Linked DNA regions of Sus scrofa: region 2 is linked to region 1. Evidence: chromatin contacts called from public Hi-C data. All regions are on one chromosome and are shown on one strand. Each heading gives the region's core, a stretch centred on a gene start, on an enhancer-like site or on the middle of the called end of the contact. The rest is flanking DNA. Distances are from core to core; before and after follow the strand shown. Region 1 has its middle 11 kb from the start of PDGFA. Region 2 overlaps CYTH3 (cytohesin-3).

Evidence for each region. A called contact is a pair of places that touch in the nucleus more often than the background predicts.
Region 2: a Hi-C map of omental adipose tissue shows a contact between it and region 1, with 10 times the contacts expected there. The contact joins two enhancer-like sites. A contact is called at or near these places in 3 of 47 Hi-C or Micro-C datasets (mesenteric adipose tissue, omental adipose tissue and retroperitoneal adipose tissue).

The regions. Positions count from the first base shown.
Region 1 is chr3:330,817-336,711 of Sscrofa11.1, reverse strand. No RefSeq gene overlaps it. Among named protein-coding and RNA genes, the nearest start is that of PDGFA, 11 kb to the right of the region's middle. Within about 2 kb of position 4,456, at least 14 of the 83 cell types and tissues checked have an H3K27ac peak or open chromatin away from gene starts, as enhancers often do. A contact at or near this core is called in omental adipose tissue, where this site is marked.
Region 2 is chr3:4,909,497-4,915,866 of Sscrofa11.1, reverse strand. The region is part of intron 1 of CYTH3 (cytohesin-3); the gene reads right to left. Among named protein-coding and RNA genes, the nearest start is that of CYTH3, 12 kb to the right of the region's middle. Within about 2 kb of position 2,951, at least 20 of the 83 cell types and tissues checked have an H3K27ac peak or open chromatin away from gene starts, as enhancers often do. A contact at or near this core is called in omental adipose tissue, where this site is marked.

The sequences.
Region 1 (5,895 bases), core at 3,207-5,706:
ATCCGAGCCGTGTCTGTGACCTACACCACAGCTCACGGCAACGCCGGATCCTTAACCCACTGAGTAGGGCCAGGGATCCAAGCCGAGTTCTCACGGCTGCCAGTTGGGTCCATTACCGCTGAGCCCCAATGGGCGTTCTTTGCAATCTTGTTTTAAAGTCTCCATTCCCTCCCAGTTTCCAGATCTTGGTCCAAACAGGCTTTGGTCAGAGGTCTGCTGAGCTCAGGATGCTGTGCCTTGTGTCTCGACGTCCTTGGGGTGGAGACCCTGTGTAGCTCAGGGTCCTGCTGTGGAGGCAGCCCAGCCCCTCCAGGACGTCCTTGTCCTGCTGTGTCCCAGCCCCATGCACTCAGTAGGCGCTCAAACATTTGTTGAATGACTGTATGATTAACATTAACAGAGGCGCAGGCACCCACGCATCTGCTCAAGGATCAGAATGAATCAAACGGCTGATTCGGGAGCCCTGGGAGCCTGAGACGGGCAGGGAGACTGAGAGCCAGAGGCAGAGGCCCAGCGGGTTCGGGGCGGTCGGGGCGCGCAGAGCTCAGGTTGAGCCCCACCCGCGCCCCCCAGGCCCCCACGCGAGGCTTGCAAGCTGCCCAAGTCTGAAGAAAAGTTGTTACTTAGCTTTTGTGGGGTTATCGTTGTCTCCTACCGCGCTCCCCGCAGGTTTTACTTGCTTCAGGAGGGCGAGCCCCCAGCGTGCGTGGGAACTCCCGGTTCACTCTTTCTGTAGACTAAATAAACCATGACAGGAAAACTTCTCGAATGTAGACAACCCCAGTGTAAACTCTCCAAGTCAGCCAGCGTCCGTGGGGTCCCCGCCGGAGCGCTCCTGCGCGGTGCGTCTGGAGCGGCGAGGGCGGCCAGGACGCTCCGTGATCCCTGGCCGGTGGGGGTGGACCCCTGGGGCCCCTGCCCCCCGGAGCCTGGGTTTGAGATGCTCTGGGGCCGTGAGGCTGTGGCCTGGGGCAGGGTGGAGGTGGGGCCGGTGGGGCCCCAGGGAGTCTGCAGACCCGTTTCACAGCACCCCCTCCTGGAGCTCCAACCCCCAGACCTGGGCGTCCTTGCCCCTCCCCTCTGCCTGTGCCCCCTGCTCCCCACAGGTGGCCCCTGGGACACCCTCTGTCTCGATCCCCACCCTTCCCAGGCCTGGCCCTTGGTGGCCCACCCAGAGAGATCTGTGGCTGAGAGACGCAGAGGGGAGGCTGGGGACCAAGGCCAGGACTGGGGCCTCAGGAGGGGGTGGGTTATGGTCCAGGAGGGCCCAGCTCCACCCTCCAGGCTTCCGGCTGGGGGGCCGGGAGGGAGGGGCCCGTACGGAGCTGTGTGAGGCCAGGAACCTTCAGGAATGGGGTGCCCCCGCCTGTGGGTATTGAGGGCGTCCTGAGCAGGACCTTCGGTTCCGGTCTCCCACCCCCGATGGTCGAACTCAGGAAGAAGCATTCTGAACCTCTGGGGCCTGAAGCATCCCCCGGGCAGGTGGGGGAGGGGTCGCCGGCCCTGGCTCTGGCCGAGGGTGCCCTGGCCGTCCCCATCCCCACCGCCCTGCTCTGGTCCCACTGGCACTGGTGCTCAGTGACAACCCACAAGGGTCTTTGCCCTCGGGGGGCCTGTCCCTGCATGGGCACTGGGCTGGGTCAAGGACGGGATGCGTGCCCAGGCTGCACTGAGGCCCCGTGCCCTGAACCCACCCAGCAGTCCTGCTGGACCATGGAGCCCAGAGAAGGGCTGGGAGCGCCCTGGGAGCTCCCCTGCAGGGAGCCCTGACTCGCTGGGGACCGACTGTCATCTGTTGGGCCAGATGAGGCCCGCGGGAGTCGGGCTGCGAGTCGGGCTGCGGGGCGGCCTCCTCTCTCTCTCCTCCAGCCTGTGCCTCTCTGGAACGGTCTCCACTGGGAAGCTGGGCTGGGATCCAGGCCTGCCTGCACCTCGCTGCCCCTGGTCATCAGCCCTCCCGTTATGGGCTGGCCCCACCCAGGAGAGCCAGCAGTCCCCTTCCCCGGGCGCCCTCTTGCCACCATGAGGGGCCCACGGTACAGGGAGGCGGGGCAGGGTGGCGCCACAGGGACAGGCTCTACTTCCCAGGCCCCGGTGCCCTCCTCCCTGCCGGCCTGGCTCTGTGTTAGGAGCCCTGGTCTGGGCCTCCACGCCCCGCACGCCCCTCGGCACAGCCGGGGCGCTGTGCTCCTCCGTTTCTGCTTTAGGCTGAGAATCGGGCAGAGCGTGGGCTCACGGGGGTGCCCAGCCCATCCCACTACATACAGATGGGGCCTGAGTGCAGTCCCACAACCCTCGCTGCTGGGCCTGGGGTCCCGGCAGCCAGTGGATGGGTGGGCCTGCCCTCCAGAACCCCGTCCTGGGTGGCCAGCAAGGCAGCGCACAAGGGCAGCGACTTCCAGAGTCCCATGAGGAAAGTGCCACAGGTCCCGTCTGGCCCCAGCCATGCAATGGGCACCACGTTCTCTGGCTGGGCTCCGGCCCCCGGAACAGCTCCCTGGAGCCAAGAACACAGAACCCACTTTGTGAGCAGCGGGGAGGGATGCGGTGGGGCTGGGGGGGTGGGATGCCTGGGGAACGGGGGGGCAGGGCTGCGCAGAAGTGAGGGCTGGCGCGTTTGGACTCTGTCCCGCTCTCAACACCTGTGCGCTGCGCCCCGTCCAGCCCCCTGTTGGGGCCACAGCCCAAGAGGGAGACCGCAGAAGCGGCCCAAGCTGGAGGCCAGAGCGGCCGCCCGGGGGAGCAGATGAGAGGACTTGGGGAAGCACAGAATGACGCCCCAGCGGGTCCCCACCACGGGAGGCCACCAGGGAGGCCCTCATTCCATGGCTTCCTGAAGCTGGAACCCCAGAAAGAGAGAGGACTTGAGGTGCAGGGGAGGTGGGGACCCTGCGAGGCTGAGCCTGAGCCTGTCACTCTCGGACCCGAGCAGGTGGCCCTGTGCCGGCCCCCGCTCAGAGGGGCCTCCCCCGTCAGGCCCAGGGGAGGTTCTAAGGGAAACCCCTTCCCTGGGTGAGAGGGGTCGCCCACCTGCAGATTCCCAGACCCGTTGTCAGGGGCCAGGTGGCTGCTCTGGCACAGCTGGGTCGGGAGGTGGTGGGTCTGGTGGTGATGGGTTGGCATGGGCAGCAGGGGAGGCGGGGGAGGGGCCGGGAAATGGAGAGTGCATTCCAGACGGGTGACACACAGCTCTGCAGTGGGCGGTAGGCTGGAGGGGAGCAGGCTGGGCTGGAAGGTCCCTGGGATCTGGCTCCCCTGAGAGGGAGATAAGATGGGTGGGGCTGGGTGGGCGGGAGGAGAATTCCAGGCCTGAGGAGCCCCGCTACTGGCTGCCATCCTTCAAGGCTCTGCTCAAACGCCACCTCCTCCTGGAAGGCTTCTTAGATTCATCCTTGGCCCCCTGGATTGAGAGGAGCCCCCGGGAGCCTGGCCTTCCTCTCTTCCCATCAGACCTGGGCTGGCCGGAAACTCGGGGCCGAATGCTCGCTGGTCCCAGGACAGGGCTTGGCTGGGGTGTCCACTCTCTCTGGCTGGCCCTCAGGCCACTCAGGATACTGGCCCAGCTTTGCTGTACGGAGCTGGATGAGCCCTGGACACGTAGTGCCCGCCACGACCTAGCTCCTTCCTCCCCGGCCGTGGGCCTCCGGGCCATCGGCTGGGGCTCAGGCCACAAGGCTGCCTTCTGCAGGTGGCTTGGCCTTCCGTCCCCAAGCTGGGCAGCCAGGGGATGGGAGCTGGGTGTTTGGGGGAGCCTCCAGGAGAGCAGGAAGCCCCCCCCGCCACCGCCTCAGGGCACCTGCCTGCCACAGCCAGGCGCCTTGCCAGCAAAGGTGGAGGCCAGGCCTCCAGGGAGGACAAGGGAAGGGGCTCCTGTCTGGGTCTCAGGTGCAGAGGGACCCTGAGGGGCTGCCTCTGTCCCCTAGCCCAACAGGAGTGGCCATGCTGCCCGCAGCTGCCCCGCCCAGGCTCATGTCACAAGAACGTCGGGGCTCTGGGGTGGGTGCTCCGTGCTGTTCACTGAGCCCCTGCTGTATGCAAGCCACTCCGTGAACCGCCCTCCCCGCTACCCGCAGCAGAGCACCTGCTGCCCTCGGCCGCACCCCTAGGTCTGTGCCCACCTCTTCTTAGGCATCACCTTAACTCCGGTTGGCAGGTACTTCTGCCTGTAGTGACCTCTTCCGTCTGTGAGGCCACTGAGGCTCGGAGAGGGGGACCACTAGCCAAAGGTTGCACAGACGGCAGCTGTGGAGCTGTCCTCGAGCCCAGGACTGGCTCTCGGGCTTTGGGCCTGGGTTCCGTCCTGCCTGTGATGTTTCTGCCCGCTGAGGCCCCACAGGTGGGGGCGTGGAGATGCCCACAGGCCACGCCTTCCCCACACCCCAGGGATGCCCCCAGATCGCAGCAGAACTAGGCTAAGACTCTCTGATGGACTTTGCTCTCTGCTGGTGAGAAAAACAGCTACAGCTGAAGAGGACCCGTCCAGCCGATACAGGCCAGGTCCCAAGGGCAGCCGACCAGGGACCACTCAGAGCCAGGGTGTGAGCCGTGAATTCCAGGGCCCTATCCTGGGGTGCTCCAGGGGGCTGGGGTCAGAGGTCACCAGCCCAGGCAGGACAGCCCCTCTCAGGAAGGCCTGGTGCAGGGAGGGGGTGTGGTCGTTTCCTCTTCCGAGGACAATCTAAGGAGTCCTGGGCACTGGATCCAGCCTGGCCAGCAGGAGCATGTGTCCCCACCCCCTGCCACGGCCAGCATCCCAGGTGGCCAGTGAGATGCAGCCCTTAGAAGCCTGGGGCTGTGAGGGTGTCAGGGGCCGGCTGCTGGCTGCCACTTCCACTGAGGAGAAAGTGGGAGATGAAGGCTGAGGCCGGTTTGGAAGATGGAGTCTGAACTTCTTGAACCAGCCACACCTGAAGCTGCTTGCTCCTGGCCCAGCAGTCACCGTCTGATTCCTTGGGCCACTTTGAGTTCTCGTCACAGCAGCCAAGAGTGCTGACCTAAAGAACTGGAAGGCAGGGCTGAGCAGTGACTTCTCTTCTTGTCTGAAAACTGTCGCATTTCGAGAAATGACAGGGACCAGGAGGGGTCCTCCTGGGAGGCCCCCAACAGGGATGAAGGGGACCCCCCCACTTGGCCCTCTCCCTCCTTCGCCCTCCCCCATCTCTCAGTTTCTTTCAGCCTTTCTCTTCCCTCTCCATCCGCTCCTCCTGCCACCTCTCGGCCTCCATGGGAGACCGTTGCAGGCCCCTCTCCTCCTGGCCTCCTAGGCTCAGGGAAGATGCATGCCTCCCACCCCCCCAGTCCCCGGCTGCTTCCCCTCAGGTGGGCCCCTCCTTGGGCCAGGCCAGCATGTGCAAGTCTCCTTCACAAGAAACTCCCTGCCACAGATGTCACTTGGCCCCCCACGGCAGGGGTGGGTAGATCCTGGCTGCCCCAGCCCGAGGACACCTGACCGTAGGAGGAATCGCCCAGTGTCCCCGGCCCAGACCGGCCCAGTCCCTCCCCCAGAGGCCAGCCCACCAGGCCTCCTGTCCCTGCCTGGGCAGCGGCTCGCAGGTGGCGGGAACGTGGCAGCGACTCTCTCGGGGACTTACATTGCTGTGCGTTTTCTTTCCCGGCAGCCCCGGACCAGAAGCATGACCTCCCGCTTTCCCTGACGGGGAAGCCGAGGCCTGGAGCTGTGATGTGGTTCGCCCGAGGTCGCGGGGTCAGGAGAGGCCGGGTCCAGCCGAGACGAGGAGAGGGCTTCCTGGAGGGGGAGGGCCACCTGGCAACAGCGTCACTTCAGAGGAGATTCAAGGCCCAGGGAGGGAAGGGACCTGCCCACCCCCAAGCCCAGAGCCACAGCGTCTGCTGCCCAAGTGTCTCTTTCAAATAGAAGTGATGGAGCTTCCTAGA
Region 2 (6,370 bases), core at 1,702-4,201, 4.6 Mb before region 1:
CATCCGCATTTACCAAAGAACAAGAAAAATGACTGTGACCTTGACCATGAATGGAGTCGGTGATTTTAACGTATTTATTTGAGATAGCAAAAAAGACATTAAAAAACAAAACCAAACCAAAGCACACCTCTCTTCTCTTTAAACACGTAATCTAGACTGTAGGATACAAATAATGATATTAGGCAACCAGCCTGGACTCTTTGAAGAAGTCACTGTCACCAAAAAGAAATTTTTTTAAGACGGAGGAGACATGACTAAAGACATGGGGTGAACCTTGACGAGAAGCTACAACAGGTAAGAAAAATAACCACAAAGGACATGTTGAGAACAAGCTGGGGAGAGCAGAACCTGGACTGCCTGTGAGATGACGCCGTGGAATTACTGTTCGTTCTCTTCAGCATCGCAGGGGTGGGCGCCGAGGAGGGTCAGGTCCACGGGAGATGAATGCGCGGCGTTATCTAGGGACACATGTTCCACGACACGTAACTCACCTTCACGCACTTCAGCCAAAAAAAGATAAACTACAAAGTACGGCATATTAGAAATAACGTAAATGTGGCCAAATGCCAGCAAATAGGTTAAAGATAGGTGAGTATTCACTGCACTACTTCAACTTTTCTATAGATTCGAAATGTTCAAAATGCCACGTTGGAGGAGACAAGACGCAATAATCATACGGCCCATCATCGGCTGTTCCTAAACCCAAACCCCAAAGACCTGCCGGGTCACTCTGCTTAGCATGCGCCTGTGGGCAAGGGGCTGACTGCTGATGACGGACAGTCTGCAATGTCTCCTGACTGTGTGAGTGTTCGGGGGGCAGGTGGAGGGCGTCGGAAGACCCAGGGCCAGGGATCGAACCCAAATCACAGCAGCAAACCTGGCCACCGCAGTGACAACGCCAGATCCTTAACCCACTGCACCACAGGGGAACTCCCTGTTTGGGACTGATAAACTCTTGGCTAAACAACTTCACCTGGGTTCTTCCAATGTCCATTTTCCATATATGACTGAAGCGTAAGGAGACTGACACAGAGCCCCAAGGCTAGAGGTAGCAGAGCTGTATACATGTGCTTAAAAATATGTCAGCAACAATGACCAGTTCCAGTGTTTCAACAAACCTAAGTGTACCGAAAGCAGACACTGGGATTCTCAGAACAAACCATTAACCTCACAGCTGTTTTCTGCCTTGAGCTGGCGAAACTGTCTGAAACATCCTTCAGTGGCTGACCTGGGAGAGCAAACAGGCAGAGATTCTGAAATCTTAATTCCCACAGATCACACGGGGGAGGGGGCCTCTCTGACCCCACAGGCCTGAGGCTCCCTGGGAAGGAGGAGCTGCACGGTTCTCTCCAGCGTGATTCACCCCAACAAAGCCCACCAGGAGGCAGGGGCCACGGCAGGCTGTCCACCACAGCGCTGGACCAGCCTGGGGGTCCTGGTTCCAGTAAATGGATGAACGGAAGAGTCTCTGGGAGAGGCGGGGGTGGGGCAGGACACACTTGGACATCAGGGAAAAAGAGCTTCAACAGAATATGTAGGAAACAGGAGTTCCCCTCGTGGTGCAGCGGAAATGAATCCAACTAGTGACCAGGAGGTTGTGGGTTTGATCCCTGGCCTCGCTCAGGGGGTTAAGGATCCCACACTGCCGTGAGCTGTGGTGTAGGTCAAAGATGAGGCTCAGATCCCGAGTGGCTGTGGCTGTGGTGTAGACTGGCAGCTATAGCTCTGATTTGACCCTTAGCCTAGGAACCTCCATATGCTGCAGGTGCAGCCCTAAAAAGCAAAAAGAAAAAAAAAAAAAAAGTAGAAGCAGTCTCATAGAATGAAGAATGAAGGGTTTAACACTACAAAACTCCCCGTCTCTGGCATTGGGGGAGATGCCCAGGTTAGTTTTACCACCTGACCTTGGCCTTTCCTCCCCAGCTAGTGACAGCTGAACAGCCCTGACGGGCCGTCTGCAATTCTTTAATTAAGGAAATGGCCCTGCTGTCAAATGTGTTCCCGAGACTCCCAGTCACCGATCGATCTCGAAAACCAAGATTAAATCATTCAGGCCGAGCTCATGTGATTACAGAGCCTCTGGACGTTCTCTCCGAGGGGAGACAGCTGGGGCGGCTCCGGTGACTGGCCTGCGCCGTCTCAGGCCCGGGGCTGGAAGGACAAGGTTAGCAGGGGACTCTCTCAAGAGCGAAATTCTTTGCACCCAACCTCAACTTTGCACAGGGAAAGCAGAAAAGGGAGCTAGTGTTTCCGACGTCCAACCAGCCCGACGCTTCCTCAAGTCTTATCACCTCTGCGCGCAGGACAGCCTGCTCTCCGCCAGGACGGTGACCGCGGAGGGACGCGGGCAGAGAGAGACGCCCCTCCAGGCAGGGACAAAGGATGGAGGCCGCACCCAGGGCTGTACCCAGAGACTTAAAACCTAAAACCGCACGGCAACGGACCGACAGCAGCAGAGCCCCGGGGAAGTAGCTCGGCTTCTGTTCTTTCCACATTAAAAAAATACTCAGGTCCTGCAGGTCCGGCCAAGTTACCGGGCATCTGAGAGGCAGAGGCAGCACGGGGGCCGCCAGGCGAGCGGGGGCCACACGCGCCCTCCAGACGCCGCTCCCTGGTCTGAGCACCTGAAGGCCACTCCAGTCCGGAGCAAGGAGGGGAGCCTGCCCGGGACTTTGCTTTCTGCAAAGAGAAACATGGCAGGAGCCATCCGACTCATGGGGTGCTTAGCCACTATTTTCAACGAAAAGGCTAAGCTTTAGAAACAGGTCGCTCTGGGGAAGCCACAGCAGACACTCGGTGATTCCTGGGGAAACGCGGCATTTCCCAAGAGCACTCTGCCTTGTTACGCGGGCAATGAGAGGCATCGTTTTACTCTCTAGACGGTTCTGGCTCTCAGAAGGGCCTCTCCTACTGAGTCAAAGTCTGCAATTGCTCGTCCTCCCACACTTGGGAAATCCAGCCTCTGCGTGTGAACAGGCCTCACACTGGAAAGTCACCGAAATCCTCCCCGTTTCCCATACTCTAACACAAACAACAACGAATTCATCTGGCTGTCTCGATTCAAAAAAATTTTAATCTAATTACCGCAACTTGGAAAAGGCCATTCTTGATCATTTTATTTCCTCTCCGCGAAGAGCTAAAAGGAAGCCCTGTCTTCTCCAGAACACTGAATGGCCCATGCCTGCCACGTCTGATGACTGCATTTTCAAAGATATTTCTGTGTTAAAATAAACGGGGTCATAAGGATGTGCCAAAGGAAGCTGTTAAGGGATTTATAAGCAGGTGGAAAGAGACTTCATTTTATTCCAAGTAGGAGAAAGCTGGCCAGACCTGGCTCACGTGTCCCTCCTTCTCCAGGAGGACAATGGGGTTACTCGCTGCTTTAGAGCCCTCAGGAGCCTCTCCTAGTGGTGATGAGGGCCCCTTCCCAACGGGCAGACACCTGAACAAATCAAGGTGCCTTCGCCAGGGAGAGGGGGCAGGGGAGCAAAGCGGCCTGGTTGCTACGCAGACTGGAACTCAGCCCAACCGGGGCTACACGCTGCATGGCGGCGGCGGGCAAGGCACCCCAGACACACTGGCCACCAGAGCTTCCCCTGCTGCCCCCAAATGAGCTCTATCCCATGGAGGTCCCAGGCTAGGGGTCCAATTGGCGCTACAGCTGCCGGCCTACACCACAGCCACGGCAACACCAGGTCTGCGAGCCACACCACAGCTCAGGGCAACATCAGATCCTTAACCCATTGAGCGAGGCCAGGGATCGAACCCACATCCTCGTGGGTGCCCGTGGGGTTCGTTAACCACTGAGCCACAAGGGGAACTCCAGCTCCATCCCATCTGGTGGCTTAAAAATCAAGAGCTGTTGGTGCCTAGGAACTTGTACATGCTGTGGGTGTGGCCAGAAAAAAATTAAAATCTAAATAAATGAACTTAAAAAAAAAATCGACAGTTTCTGAAAAGTTATATATTTGGGGGGGGGCACGCCCAAGGCAGGTGAAAATTCCCGGGTTGGGTGGAACCCACACCACAGCAGTGACAGACAATGCCAGATCCTAAAACCTCTGGGCCGCCACGGAACGCCTACACTTTATAGAAAGGGAAAAAAATATTATTCGTATTTTTAAAAGTCTATCAGGCCACCCTAGCACTAAACCAACCATAGAAACGGCTCAATGGTGACTGCTCGAAAGGACCTTCGTATGATCAAACTGTAGTCTTAAAGAACCTCCAGAATGTAAGATGATAAACGCAAGCCAGATGTTCACCCAAAAAAAAAAAAAAAAAAGAAAACAAGATTGTTTTTACTTCATAGCAACCAAACAGGTCAAGCCATTTCCTCCTGCAGAGAATCCTCAGGGGGCCACAAACTCCACTGGAAGAGCATGTGTCTCATACGCATCTGTCCACAGAAAAAGGAAATTCTGCCGTCCAAAATAAACGGAGAGTATTATATGTTCCCATGAAAGTGAAGGAGAAAACTGCCGTCAGGCTGTGTCGACGTGCTGCCAAACATCTGGATGAAGCCAGAATTTAAAAGATCACTGACTACCTAGACACGAAGAAACCCTTTTCCATCATCATTAAAATGCTCGGTTTTACAGCCAACTGCCGGTTTTATTTATTAATTACAGGAATACGTTGTTCAAAAGAAGAGCTCAGTGATTAAAAATAGCCCTGCTGCAAGTTTAGGACAGGAACTTACTGGCCCTTATTTGAACAGGGCTCCTGGTGACACTGAGTCAGCAAAGAGCAAATCTGCTCTATCCAAGTAAATTACAAAATATTCTTAGCCAACTGAATGGACTCAGGTGAGTGCCTTCTACTATTTAAACCACACTGGAAGACACCGACCCCAAGCAAGTGCTTGCGGAAGGGTCTCCTGTTCTAACACAGTCGAGAATCTCACGTCTATCCCATCGTGCCCATGGGGGAAGGACATGAGCTATAGAAACGTTTTTAAGTTTGATCAACTTCAAAAATCAGGATGGAGAGTCATGTGTTTTCTACTCCCAATTAAAGGTTTTACTATTTTCCCACAAATTCAAAATACTTAATACTTTTTTTTTGGTCTTTTTAGAGCCACACCCACCACATATGGAGGTTCCCAGGCCAGGGGTCTAATGGGAGCTGTAGCCGCCGGCCTACACCCCAGCCACAGCAACTCAGGATCCAAGCCATGTCTGTGACCCACACCACAGCTCACAGCAACACCAGATCCTTAACCCACTGAGCAAGGCTGGGGACCGAACCCTCAACCTCATGGTTCCTAGTCGGATTCGTTAACCACTGTGCCACGACGGAAACTCCTCAAAATACTGAATACATTTTAAGCAGCTTGCAGGATACTTTGGTAAGACCTATTTTTTCCTTTCATTGCACAAGTTTCAATGATCCTGCCTTACAAATGGGTAAACCAGCTTCCTAAAGGATGTGCCAGTAACTTTTTAAAAATACTTTCTCGCTCCCACAGTGACTTAGAGTGTGAAAGTGCAAACGGCGTTGCTCTGCTCATCGGATGACCTGTCGTAGGTCCGCTGTCACGACGGTTCACCTGAGAAACTCCGAGATGCAAAACATCCCGCCCCCCGGCTTGCCCTCCACTCTCACACAGCAAAGCCCCGGCAAGGCCATGGCCCACGCTTCTCCTTCAGCAAGGCAAAATCCCTCCCGGTCACCCCTGAGCCCGCTCCAGTAAGACTGCGCCCCATGTTCCACCAAACTCTTTTTTTAAAGTCACCCAATCCAGCAGACGCCTACCACCCTCGCCCTCAGCACGGCCGACCCTGCCCTCTCCTTAAAGCCCTTCTCCTCCGGCAATTCCACACGACCCGCCAGGTTCCCCAGCTCGGGGTGGACCGGGGAGTCCTCAGTCCTGGCACTTTTCTCCCCTCTCTCAACTCTCTCCCCTAGGGTGTCTCACTCACCCATCCCATGACATCACTTTAAATTTTCCCCAGGAGTTCCCGTCGTGGTGCAGAAACGAACCTGACAAGGAACCATGAGGATGCAGGTTCGATCCCTCGCCTTGCTCAGTGGGCTGAGGATCCGGCGTTGCCATGAGCTGTTGTGTAGGCTGCAGACGCGGCTCAGATCCAGCATTGCTGTGGCTCTGGCGTAGGCCGGCGGCTACAGCTCCGATTCGACCCCTAGCCTGGGAACCTCCACATGCCGTGGGTACAGCCCTCAAAAGACAAAAAAAATTTTAAATAAAAATAAATAAATCTTCCCCGTGTTTATCTCCTAACCAGTCCAGTCTTCCAAGGAGCAGATCACAAAGCTAAACATCTTCCCACCATCGCTACCAAGACCTCTCACAAACAAGGCCAGCTGTAAACAGGAGATTCGGTTTCCAGTCAAAGCCGACCAGCTT